Regions from separate parts of the Danio rerio genome. Here regions 1 and 3 are each linked to region 2. A link is a contact called in public Hi-C and HiChIP or PLAC-seq data. All regions are on one chromosome and are shown on one strand. The core of a region is the stretch at or near the end of the contact, and the rest is flanking DNA. Distances in the headings are between cores, read along the strand shown.

Region 1 (4,443 bases), core at 1,454-3,953, 350 kb after region 2:
TACCTCACATTGCTTTATCTTTGTTTTTAGATAAAGCAGATAAGCTTGGTGGTTTGGAAAACTGGTAGACTTTGTTTTAAAGTAAACAATAATTCAATCTTATGCCCCATTTTTCCTTAATGTACTTTAAAACAATTTTTTTCATCAAGTTTACAAAATATAATAAATGTTTTTTTATAAGTAGAGATAAAAAAAAATTATTTTTACATAAATGTTACACAATGATGCTGAAGTAACACTCGAATTTGAGCATGGAAAATTCTGTAGTACGGCGCAGGATTAAACATTTTAAAAAAGTGAGCAATTGTGGAAATTTTACATTTCTGTCCATAGAGGTCATGTTTTGATGTTCTATTGGTCTTACGCAGTCACATGATGCGATTTCACAGGTCAGAGCTCACCAAGCTTTAACTTTGAATGCAGCGAACGGTTGTTGCTAGATCAGATATGGTTGCGGCCATATCCCATTTATTGTATTTTATTAACGTCTACCCCTGCCCCAACCCTAAACCCAACCTATTACAGTAACGTAAAAACAGTAGCTGTACTGAGTATTATTTATGCGATCTAATAAATTACCCAATAAATTAATTTTGAACGCCTACCCTCACCCCAATATTATTGTTATAGTGCTAGTAAAAGTGCTGCTATATTGATGTGCATATCGTACTTCCGGCTGGTCATGTATCCGATCTAGACTTTACCACAGCAAAATACGAAACTTGTCGCACGAGCTTGCATTTCCAGCCTGATGCATTTGCATGCGTTTAAATGGAAGTCTATAGGGAGACCAGTAAGTCCAGTAAGACCACGGCTTGACAATAGAACATTCTTCTACCAATAATATTTGTGAACTTTTAATAATACGTTACTGTAAAATTTTACTTTCTCTTTATTCTTTAAACTACTAATGACAATTCTTCTTAAATCAAACAAATTTGTCATCTAAATAATTTATTACATTTGTTTTGCAAAAAATAAAGTGCCAAGCTAACATACATGTTTAGGTTTTTTTTTTTGTTAGAGAAGACTTTGTTTTAAAGTAAATAATAATTATTTTTTCCACAATATTTTGTTCCATTTTTTCTTTAATGTCCTTCAAAAAAAAAAAAACTTTTCAGCAAGTTTATCAAATATAATAAAACATTTTTAAGTACAGATAAAAATGTGTTTTATTTTTAGATAAATGTTGCACTGAATGATGCCGCAGTCACACTCAAGTTTGAGCATGTGAAAATCTGTAGTACGACACTGCGAAAAGAGCCAAGATTAAACAAGATAAGACATTTATATTAAAAAAATCAAAAATAATAAGCAATTGGTCCATATTTTACATTTCTGTACAGAGGTCATGTTTTGATGTTCAATTTTTCTTATTGGATCAAGTGATGCAATTACACATATCAGAGTTCGCCAAGCTTTAACTTTGCACCGCAGCGAACGGTTGTTGCCAGATCGGATACAGTTGAGGCCTGAGTTTAACGAGAATTTATTATATTAATTATAAAATTTTCCATGTATTGTATTTTGAGAAAGTCCACCCCCACCCCAACCCTAGACCAAACCATCACAGTAGCGTAAAAACAGTAGTTGTAATGAGTATTAATTATGCCATCTATTAAATCACCCAATAAACTGTTTTTTATTAACGTCTACCGGAACTTTTAATTATGCCCTACTGTAAAACATAACTTTTATTTTATTCTGTAAACTACAAATGACATTTTTTCTAAATTCTAAATAAATTGTCATATAAATAATTTATTAAATTTGTTTAGCAAAAAATAAAGTGCCAAGCTATCAGGCATGTTTATGTTTGTTTTGTGTTAGAAAACCAATATCTGGTGGAATAAATCACAATTTTAACATCATTTGCTTCATAAAAGGTTCTAAATAGTTTTTTTTTTTAATTGGAAGAAACAGACTGCTGTAAAATAATAATAAAAAACCACATACTACTCATACCCAAATCTAACCATTTTGCTCGTGGGGATCTTTAACTTTGCCATTACTAATTCACTGTGGCCATTAACAAGTTTGCTGAGGGCCCCCCGTTGTGAATCCAGCATAACCAGAAATATGTAAACCTATAATTTAAATTATCAAAACTTTATAATCCGTAATTTCCAAGACTTCCTGGGTCTAAAATAAAGGTGGGAAATAAAACCAAATATTCCCCACACACTTCCAGTTTTTCCACCAGGCAGCCAAGTGCTTTAAACCAAACAAGACAGTCTGCCACCAGACTAACACACATCTAACAACTTATTTTCTTTTATCACCTGCTGTGGGCTCAATTAACGGCTTCATTGGCGCAAGAAGTGCTTGATAAGGAAGCCACCAACAGCAAAGGGCAGGGACTGGGTCGCCACACCGAAGTTCCTGCTCGTTTTAAGGGGAATGTGTTGAGCTGAGTGGGTGATTTGCTGTCAGGCAGGGAAATAACTGTCGCCTGCTGTTCACTGTTAGCCTGTTAGCTCTGTTTATCCAGCCTCGCGTTGCGCTCGACGCGCGTCTTACCTTGTTGCTCTGGTAGTCCTCAAACGCCCGCAGAGCGCTGTCTGTCAGCTTGACGTGATAGACGGAGATTTTGCTGCCATTGCTCACTCTTCCACAGGACAGTCCGTAACACTGCTCCTCCTTCAACGCCGCCATCTTGCTCGCATTTCCCACCACGCTCACGCGCCTCTGCCGTGAACGCAACAAGCAGCTCGAGCGGAGAGTATGAATATTCATCCGGCGTGAATTACGTACAGGCGGGAAGGGGCGTGGCTTCGCAGTAATCACGAGAGAGATGACCAGTGATGGGGAGCCCGGCGACTCGGTTCTTTCGAGCAGTTCAAAAAGCCGGTTCAAAAATTATTCACCTGTTCTTTTACCTGGTCAGTGATATTACATGCGCTTAAAGTCCTTTAATAGTACGTATTACTATGCATTTTAAGTGTTTTGTAAAAAGGAATGAAAAAAAAGTATTTTCCTTGCTTTATTATATTTATTTTAGGATACTGGGAGGATTTCAAAACGTGGCAGTGTTTTATAAAACCTTAAAATGTGGCATATTTTTAATAATCTACATTTACAGATATATTTGGCTAGGAGAAGTGGTAAACGTATGAGAAAAAAACTCTTGTCAGCAGTTTTATCTGTAACTAACTACACAACTTTTGGTCACATCACAATTATGCAAAAAGTATTACAATATACAGAAGTGTTAGTTTCAAAACAAATCTTGCATATATCAAGTTTATTTCTTTAGTTAGCTACTAGCTAGGCAGAAACAGTGGAATACATTATAATACTTCTCTGACTTAATTTACAGTAAGGTATTTTTGCAATAACCAAACCTCATATATCTTTAAAATGGCCCCAGCTGAAAGTTGCTGTTATAGACTTTAAATATACGCTTGTGGTAACATAATTTCTGCTACTGTACAATAAACATTCTTTAAAGCAGTAGTTTGAGTCACAATTGGTTACTCGAGATCCACCGATTCGAATCTTTCACTGAAAAGATCCGACTCAAACAATTCTTTCTCGCGAATTAGATGTGTCTACAAATGACCGATGAATGGCGTCATTAGATAGATAGTTTTATTACTACTGTATGATTTCTTTTCGAAGTTTTATCGACAATAAGGGAAACATTTCGTTTTGAAATGTGTGAATTAACCATGTTTGGCTGTGTTTTGTACAATGTAAACTCTTGGCTGGGGGTGGGGGAAGGATTTGGATTGAACCTTCACAGAACTGCGTCAGAAAAACGTCAATGCCTGGAAAAAAAAAACCCATGAATAGGGATTGCCCCACTAGACTCCAGGGAAAGACAAGTTTTCGTCACATCATGCAATTCACATCGAACACATGTTAAATAGAAAGTTTAATCTTATCGAACCCATACGTCACAAACGAGACATTATATTTATTGTACTACTTCACTCAGCTAGTTATATTGTTATTTAGTACTACTTTTAGTACTTCTTCAGAAAATGCACATCTAGCAAACAGTTTAAAGAAATCACTTTATTTTCAATCATATGAACAGAAAGTGCAAAAGTTTATTTGAGGAAATACAAAACAACTTAAAAGGGAATGTTGGAAGCTACCAATACAACAAAAGAAAATGGAATGGGGAACTGAGACGATCAATGTAAGGATAATTTAAAATGGTCACATTTCTGTCATCCTAAATAAATAATTCTAACGGAATGCACAGAATTCTTGTAGGCGCTGTAAAAACTGCAAAAATTCTGGAAACATAATTGAGAGACAGCTGATTTGAACACATCCGCTTGGTGCAGTGATATTTTGGAGCCTATGAAGCTAAGGCAGAAGAAATAGTGAATAGTGTACCACGGAAGTGTAAGGACCTTTGAAATAGTGTTCTCTTTCTTTAGCATTAGAAGTTAAAGATGAAGAAAAAAAAAGCATACAATCATATTCTTG
Region 2 (4,024 bases), core at 1,482-3,981:
CCCTAAGAAGAGTACATTTTGATTTCATGCCAACTATGAGTAAATGTTTATGCCTGCAGCCCAAGCTGTGTAGTGCCAAAAAATGCTAGATTATGCCTCTTCTCATTCGCCAGTATATGGGTTAGGATTAGGTGTGTGGTTGGGATGAGTCAATCAGGCAACCAATTTAGTTAGGTGATGCATAACATGGCAGGACTGCATTTCTTTGCAAAACATCAGCAGTGCTTCATACAGAAAAAGATTTAGCTCTAATCTAAAACCCTAACATGTTTTTCTGCAGAAATTTGGAAGGACAGCCCCAACCAACTAATGTAGACACTGCAAAAACCTATTTGTTTCACGCAAGTCATTGTTGTTTTTCTGTACTTTTTAGCCACAATTGAGACCTTTTTTATGTGATCTTAACCATCAGCAGTTTCAGTGTTTACTGAGGTTCTTACTATGGGTTGTCTGACGAGCTAGCTTTTTCTGAAGAATTTTGTTTGCTAAGAAATGATGAGTACTTTGATGATTGCATTTGCTTTTTGTCATACTATTATTCATACTAATGGGTATAATACTAATACATAGATAAATATATTTCCAGCATATATATAATACAATAACAGGCAAAATATAATACAGAATACAGAGGGAGGGTAATAAACAAAACTTATACACAATACAAATAAATAACGTCAGGAATTCTGACATTTTTCTGTTCTCTCATTATAATTTCACAAAAAAAATACAGATTAAACCACAGCAAAGCCATTGTTTTCTTTCTAAGAAAATGGTGTGTCATACAACACACATATTAATTCATAAATTTATAAACGGTACATCATTTGTCCCCATACATGAAAACCTGTAGCTAGAAGGGATACAGTTGCGGCCAGAAGACAACTAAAATGATTAAATAATCCATTAATTGCATTTTAATAATGAGTGGCATGGTGGCTCACAGCAAGAAGGTCGCTAGTTTGAGTTCCAGCTGGGGCAGTTGGCATTTCTGTCGAGTTTCCTCAAGGCACAGATTTCTCTGGCAGTCCAAAGACATGCTCAACAGGTGAACTGGATAAACTAAATTGGCCGTAGTGTATATGTGAGAGCTTCCGCTGCTTAAAACATATGCTGGATAAGTTGGCGGTTCATTCCGCTGTGGCAACCCCTGATGAATAAAAGGACCCGAAGGAAAATGAATGAATTAATAAATTAATTAATGGATTTTAACAACATGTACCCCTTAACCCTAAACCTACCACCCCACAATAGTGTAAAAACAGTAATTATAACAAAAATATTTATATTATTTATTAAATTAACCAATAAATTATATTTTATTAACATCTGCCCCAAGTCCCAACCCTAAACCTACATCTCACAGTAATGTAAATACAGTAGTTATGTTGTGCAGTAATTTTGTTGTAGAAATAATTCTGTTAACTTTACGCCATAGCTGTATCCCTACTAGACTTTAAGTGATTTTGCTGACATATACAAAATATATGCACTATATTGATTGTGATGTTGCTACAATGATTAAGAATTGTGTGGTGCAGTGATACGCGGCTGTTGGATGATTAAATTGTGAATGAAGATGTTGACCAATCATCTAGATACAGAATGATTAAAATAATATTGTACTATGTGCACATGCCCATGCTTGCATATGCCATTTCAATTATGAAGTAGTAATACAATTGTGTTTTTATGCACATAGACTACCTGACAAAAGTCTTGTCGTCAATCCCAGATGTAAGAGCAACAAATAATAACTTGACATTTAAAAAAAGTGACAGAAGGCAGCTTTTTTCAGATGAATCGTCTGTTAAACTGCATCCCAATCATCACAAATAACACAGAAAACCTATTGGAACCTTCATGGATCCATGATTCTTATAGAAATTATCAAGTTTGGGGAAGGAATAATCATGGTTTGGGTTACATTCAGTGTGGGGGCATGTGAGAGAGTAGATAGCAACCTCAACAGCCTGAGGTATCAAAACATTTGTGCTGCCCATTACATTACAAACCACAGGAGAGGGCAAAGTCTTCAGCAGGATAGCACAGCTTCCACATAACAGTTCCTGAAAGCAAAGAATGTCAAGGTGCTCTAAGATTGACCAGCCCAGTCACCAGACATGAACACTGTTGAGCATGTCTGGAGTAAGATGAAGAGGGAGGCATTGAAAATGAATCCAAAGCCTCTTGATGAATTCTGGGAGTCCTGCAAGAATGCTTACTTTGTCATTCCAGATGACTTTATTAAGTTACTTGAGTCATTGCAGAGATGTATGGATGCAGTCCTTCAAGCGCATGGAAGTCATACACAATATAATTCTTCTTCCACGGCAGCATGACTTTATATTCTATACTGTACATTATTTCTGTTAAGTGGCAAGACTTTTGTCTGAGCAGTCAGACCTTACTGTCCTAATTAAATAATTAAAAATCAAGACATGATCATATTTAATTTCGGTAAAATTAGTGTAATCTAAACTTGGATAGGCGACAAGACTTTTGTTAGGTAGTGTATATTTAGTCTTGTTATTATTGTGCCAGTTTTGTCTGAATCCACGAGTAAAACCATTTAATAAATAAAATAGATTATTGCTAAATTCAACACATAAATATATAAAAGCGCAAACAGATGCTGAGTCTACCTGCCAGAATTTCTTCAAATCAAAAAGTAGAACAAACAAAACTGTGAGTCATCTCAAACCACAGAGAAAATTGTTTTTAAGTCTCCGCCTCTGAGACTGAGGAAGGAAGACGTGGTCCTCACCTACTACTGCTCCTTTCATGCAATAGGCATTTGCCACCTTGACAGTCATTGGTCGGCAGAGTGCGACTCTTTGCATGTTTCCAGTCTAAAAGCTCTACCTTTAAGCTGATGTCCTTTAAATTCAGTGTCACTCCAGCATCCCTCCTGTGGCAGCAGTGTACGGTAAGGTACAGTGAATGTTTCTTGTGACAGCTGTCTTCAGTTTAGACTTTAGATTCTGGTTTAGTATTGTGTATGCAAACTTAAAACTAAGGTCAAACATGCAGAAATTTAATTCTAGATCGATAGATATGAAGACGATGTTGTGGCTTGATGTGATGTGGTTTTGATAGGTTCTGAACCAAAGTGCGTCGTTTTTAAAAAGCAGATCAAATGACCTACAAATTGCCTAGATTTTAGCAGGTGAATATCTAAGATCTTTTATTCATGGTCGATTTCTTCAGTTGCGGTAGGTTGTGTGCATCAGATCTAACCAAGCATCGCTAAGCGCGAGCCCGACGTGTTCTTGTCGTAGACATCATTTTACACATTTAAAAATATAATTTGTCCTATGTGCTTCCTTGGTAGGGTGACAAATTTCTCATGTTTATTTTTACTCTAGTTCTGAAACTGTAGTGAGTGATCACAAATTTAGGTTATAATGAATGGTAAGCTTCCTAATTCTAGCATCATTAGTAATCATAAAACAAATTAATTACATGATCTCTGTAGTTATCAAAACAAAAAGTTGTATATATCAAAGTATTGGGGCCTACTGATCGTGATGTTCTATGTCTCACCAGAACAATGAGTACCAACAGAAGTCCAGAGCCTCTAGCAGACGCTTGTCTTCCTTCCTCCACTGGTGAGATCTCAGCCAGCAAAGACGAACCCGGAAATCTAAGGAGGCGTCTTCCGCTCACCGGCTCGTCCACACTGGCAAGGCGACTCTTCCACTTCCAGTCATACCGTAATCCACTCATTACCAGCAGACGGCGTAAACGTGAGATGACCCCCTCAGAGAAAAAAGACGCGTCATATTGGGTCAAGCGAAAGAAGAACAACGAGGCTGCCAAACGGTCCAGAGAGAAGCGTCGACTCAATGACTTCATGCTGGAGGGACAGCTTCTGGCGCTGAGCGAAGAGAATGCCCAGCTCAGGGCTGAGGTGCTGAGTCTGCAGTATCACATGGGAATCGCACGAAGTCTGGATGTCAATCATCCCATCATGCCCTTTCCCTATCCTGTTATGTCCCATCTCAAGCCTTCCCTGTGGGGT
Region 3 (4,317 bases), core at 80-2,579, 270 kb after region 2:
ATCTGACTGTTAGCATGACGGCTAGCGTGCAATTTCATTCGCTATAAACACTCGTTTGAATACAGTCACACAATTTGACGTTTTAGGATTAATCTATGCACAAACTATTTGTTGATAAACAAAATGTAGTTTTCTGAAGTAAACGGGAAAGCGTTATAAACGCATTCTCTGTTATGGGAGGTTTTAGAAAACGCTAGCGGTCGTGTGTCAAACTATTGAGCTGCCTTCGTAGTGTGCGGATCACTACTCGTATTTAGTAGTTCAATGAATCGAGAGAGTGATAACACGACAACAGAACAGATCAATGGTAAGTGCAGACTTTGTTTTGGTATATTGTGAACAACGGTTTTAGTCAATTATGACAAGTCAGCTTAATCAAAATAAATGTTACGAGCACGTCGAATAACGTATTAAACAAAGTATAGAAACAGTCGCTGGAACAATCACACAACAAAATATATTAGTAATCGAATTCTAAATACTTGAATAATGACAGCATTTCATATTATTTAGCATTTGAACTGCAAACTTACACACGCACCCTATATAGACAGCTTCCTAGGATTAGAAACACAACCACTATAACACGAGATGGCCAACTGGGTCAGCAGGCTACACACAGTGTTTCCTGCGATTCAAATATAATACTTATAATAGGTTATAAGACTTTTTTTGCAACTAATTGTGCCTTTTAAAGTCCAGCTAACGTTAATGTTCCTCTAATAGTGGTATTCCGGGCATCCTTATGAACATTTGCACGTTAGACGATTACATCCAACACTTTAAGGTATGCTGACACTCTCGTGCCCTAATTTTAAGCGATTGTTATATCTTAAAACATTAATAGAACACGACATTAGTATTAAAAACATTAGCACATTATTTACTCGGTTTGAAACACGTTGTACTCTACCTAACGTTACATGACCCACTTCGCCTGATCGGCAAGGGAATCCCGGTGTCGGTTTGGTTTATATTAAAACAATAAGACGGATAGTACTTACATATACAGGTAAGGGCCACGGATAGCCTGCAGCTTCGGCTCCGACCGGCGACTTCAGTTTTAACTCCAGCTTTTCTCCCATTCTCCCCAATACAGTTAATGGACGAGACACACTAGAGTAAGAGCATTTTCCGTGAAAAAACACCCGGTTTAACGCGATAGGGCCTCACGTTGTATATCGCAAATCAAAGGCGATTTCACAAAGTTGCGTCGGACAATTTGGTCGATTTTATCCGATCTGCCCCGATGATTTAGAGAAAGTGATCGATTAAGCCGAGCGGCTGCTCCGTCTCGGCAATACCGCCGCCATCTTGACCGGCTCACGATGAAAAAAATGCGCTTGTGTGTGTGTGTGAGATGGGTTGTCCGATTCATTCCCGCGAATCGATTCTTTTGTTCATTTCACAGAAGAGAGCTCAAACGAGTCTTTTACGTCATCAGAAGGTGTCTGACGTTCATTTGAACCGTGACGTACAAAACGTTCCATTGTTTAGGCTTTTTTGATTAAATGTTTAATAAACGTCTCTATTCAGTTTATCTCATAATCTCCGTAGAAATGTTTAAAAACAACATTTAGGACCTAAATTTAATTTAAATTTACAATAAACAATATAAAACATAATTTACATATAATGAAAGACCACATCACAGTGGTGCAGTGGGTAGCACAATCGCCTCACAGCAAGAACATTGCTGGTTCGAGCCTCAGCTGTGTCAGTTGGCATTTCTGTGTGGAGTTTGCATGTTCTCCTCGTGTTCGTATGGGTTTCCACGGGGTGCTCCGGTTTACACCACACAAGTCTATAGACTTGTACCATACACAATAGGTAAATTGGGTAAGCTAATTTATCTCTACTGTACATGTGTGAATGGCAGTGTATGGGTGTTTCCCAGTCATGGAAGGGTATCAGCTGCGTAAAACATAAATAATATAATTAAATAAAATAAATTGGCTGTTCATTCAGCTGTGACGACCCCAGATTAATAAAGGGACTAAGCTGAAAAAAAGATATTAAATGAATGAATCATAAAAGGCCACTTTTGCAAATTTTAAGGGGATTCTTCAGCCAAAAATGTAAAAAAATAACTACATTACATTAAAAAAAAACTCACCGTTACATCATTCAAAATATAGATGACTTTTTTTTTAACCTTCAAAAATATTTTTTAGCAGAAGCCATACAAGTCAATTCAAGTCAATTTTTACCTGCATATTGACAGTTTTGATATGAAAATGTTAATAAAAATACAATACACAGGTCTTATGAAGTGAATTGTTCATCTGTGTAAGAAATTGAACGAAAGTAATGTGGCACAGATGATTTCAGGACGGTGTCCCACAGTTAGCGCCAAATTTCTGTTTTTAATTTCAAAATGTACAGTATTGTAGTGTTTTTTTTTTTTTTCATTATTACACATTGTGCTTCTCTTTTCATGTGTCACAATGATGATCAATCTACAGGTTATTTAGTGCAATAACACATCCTTGAGTATAAATATCTGAGTATTTCAGTTTAAAAGTTAATCAGGTTTAAATGGCAAGAGTTCCTGTGGGGACGAAAGTAACACTGTTATTAATGTCCCACTGATAATAGACAAACCTTATTTTTCACTTCCACATTAGAGTTTGCAGTGTTTTGATTCATATGTTTTATAAGATTAATGCATATTGCCAATATAATAAAACAAATATTCAAAAATAATATAAATTTTTAACATTTTGCAACATTTGATACAAGGGAAATTTAAAATGAAAATGGCGTTTAATTTATTAATTCATTATTTAAAAAAAAAAAAAGACAAAATATGTTTGGAGTTAAAATTAACAAGGTCATACTCAGATCAATTTAAAATAAACAGGATTAAGCCAGTATATCTAGCAAATATTGTTGTGTTACTTTTGACCAGTGGTGGAAAGAGTACTAAAAAATCATACTGAAGTAAAAGTACCATTACTTGCCTTAAAATGTACTTCAGGTAGAATAAAAGTATGTTGTAAATATTACTCAAAGTATGAGTAAAAAGTAGACTTTTCAAAAGTGCTCAAGAGTAGTGAGTATTGCGCTGTAAAAAGCTGATGCATTTAGTGATTCCCCAGCCGGCACACAACGTCATGAGATGTTAATATTACAGTAGGTTAGTTTGTGACGTCGGGTAACCAAAATTAAATGTCTTGTCAGCGTCTAAGTACAATATTATTTTGATGTCCAATACGAGGTCAAATTATGTTTATATAAGGTTAATTTTAGGTTACATCTTAAACCAATGTCATATTGACATCAAATACTGACATTTATTCATCAGGAATGGCAACCCAAATGCAACGTCTGATAGACATCATAGTGGTAACGTCCACACAACATCAAGCTGTAACATTATTTGACGTTGATATTTGGTTGATTTTAGGTTGGACATTGACATCTCCCCGATTATCATTTCAAAACAAAATGCAACGTTCCCATGATGTTGGGGTACAATGTCAATCTGATGTCATGTGCCTGCTGGGTGTTTCAAGCCATTTTAATCATCATACAGTAAAACATCTGTCATTTTTTTTTATCACTGACATGCATCTAAACAGTCTCTTGGTCAATGCGTGTAAAGATTTTAGACATCTTCTTGGACACTTTTAATGCTTTCAAACAGTTTGTTGCAATTATAAATTGCCCATGTCTTGAGGTAGTTCATTATGATGCGATTTACCTTCTACTGTATGTGTGATTGGACAGGAATCACAGAACTTTTATCTTTTTCTACTCCCCATAAACAAGAAAAATATATATAAAGTAGCGACTGCAGGTTGAAGGAAAGTGGAGTAAAAGTACTGATACTGCATTAAAAATGTACTCAAGAGAAAGTAAAAGTACACATTTTTAAAACTACTTCGTAAATTACAAATTATGAGAAAAACTACTCAAGTATATTAATTGAGTATTTTAAATTTGTTTCTTTACACCAGTGGTTTTCAACGTGGCGGTTGGGACCCCCCAAGGGGCCGCAGAACAATGAAGGGGTGGACGCTTGATGATTTCCAAAAATCAATTTATTTTTATTAAATCATAAGACTTATCATATTTTATCCATAACCCACTGAAGAGAAATAATAGTCATTTATAGTTACTATACACTAGTTACTATAGTAGCTTATAGTTCTATTGGATTGTGACCCCTGGGGTAATTACATTATAATAAAGACACAGCAATAGCTTCAGATGCAGCATGTTAATTTTATAACACCTTGTTAAACTTGCTGGCCCATTTACAGCACTCACATACATTAAAAAAATAAATGAAGAATAGACTTGGGTCTATTG

Evidence for each region. Hi-C and Micro-C count contacts between places; a contact is called where the count stands out from the background. HiChIP or PLAC-seq counts read pairs in DNA pulled down with a chosen protein or histone mark.
Region 1: a Hi-C map of embryo shows a contact between it and region 2, with 2.1 times the contacts expected there. The contact joins the promoter of ell here to the promoter of si:dkey-172o19.2 in region 2. A contact is called at or near these places in 2 of 18 Hi-C or Micro-C datasets (embryo and hematopoietic stem cells).
Region 3: a contact with region 2 is called in an H3K4me3 HiChIP or PLAC-seq map of embryo, with 2.9 times the contacts expected there. The contact joins the promoter of dot1l here to the promoter of si:dkey-172o19.2 in region 2. A contact is called at or near these places in 3 of 18 Hi-C or Micro-C datasets (caudal fin, embryo and hematopoietic stem cells) and 1 of 4 datasets of contacts at active chromatin or transcription factors (embryo).

The regions. Positions count from the first base shown.
Region 1 is chr22:20,734,663-20,739,105 of GRCz12tu, forward strand. It overlaps ell (elongation factor RNA polymerase II), which reads right to left and starts at 2,704. Exons shown (of 12, transcript NM_199707.1): 1 at 2,521-2,704. The coding sequence starts at 2,655. The region is part of intron 1 of LOC141380320 (a long non-coding RNA gene); the gene reads left to right. fkbp8 (FKBP prolyl isomerase 8) reads right to left here. Exons shown (of 9, transcript NM_200884.1): 9 at 4,006-4,443.
Region 2 is chr22:20,388,364-20,392,387 of GRCz12tu, forward strand. It overlaps si:dkey-172o19.2, which reads left to right and starts at 2,732. Exons shown (of 2, transcript XM_005170532.6): 1 at 2,732-2,929; 2 at 3,550-4,024. The coding sequence starts at 3,554.
Region 3 is chr22:20,655,523-20,659,839 of GRCz12tu, forward strand. It overlaps dot1l (DOT1-like histone H3K79 methyltransferase), which reads right to left and starts at 1,330. Exons shown (of 28, transcript XM_073937797.1): 1 at 1,005-1,330. The coding sequence starts at 1,085. The region is part of intron 1 of LOC141380320 (a long non-coding RNA gene); the gene reads left to right.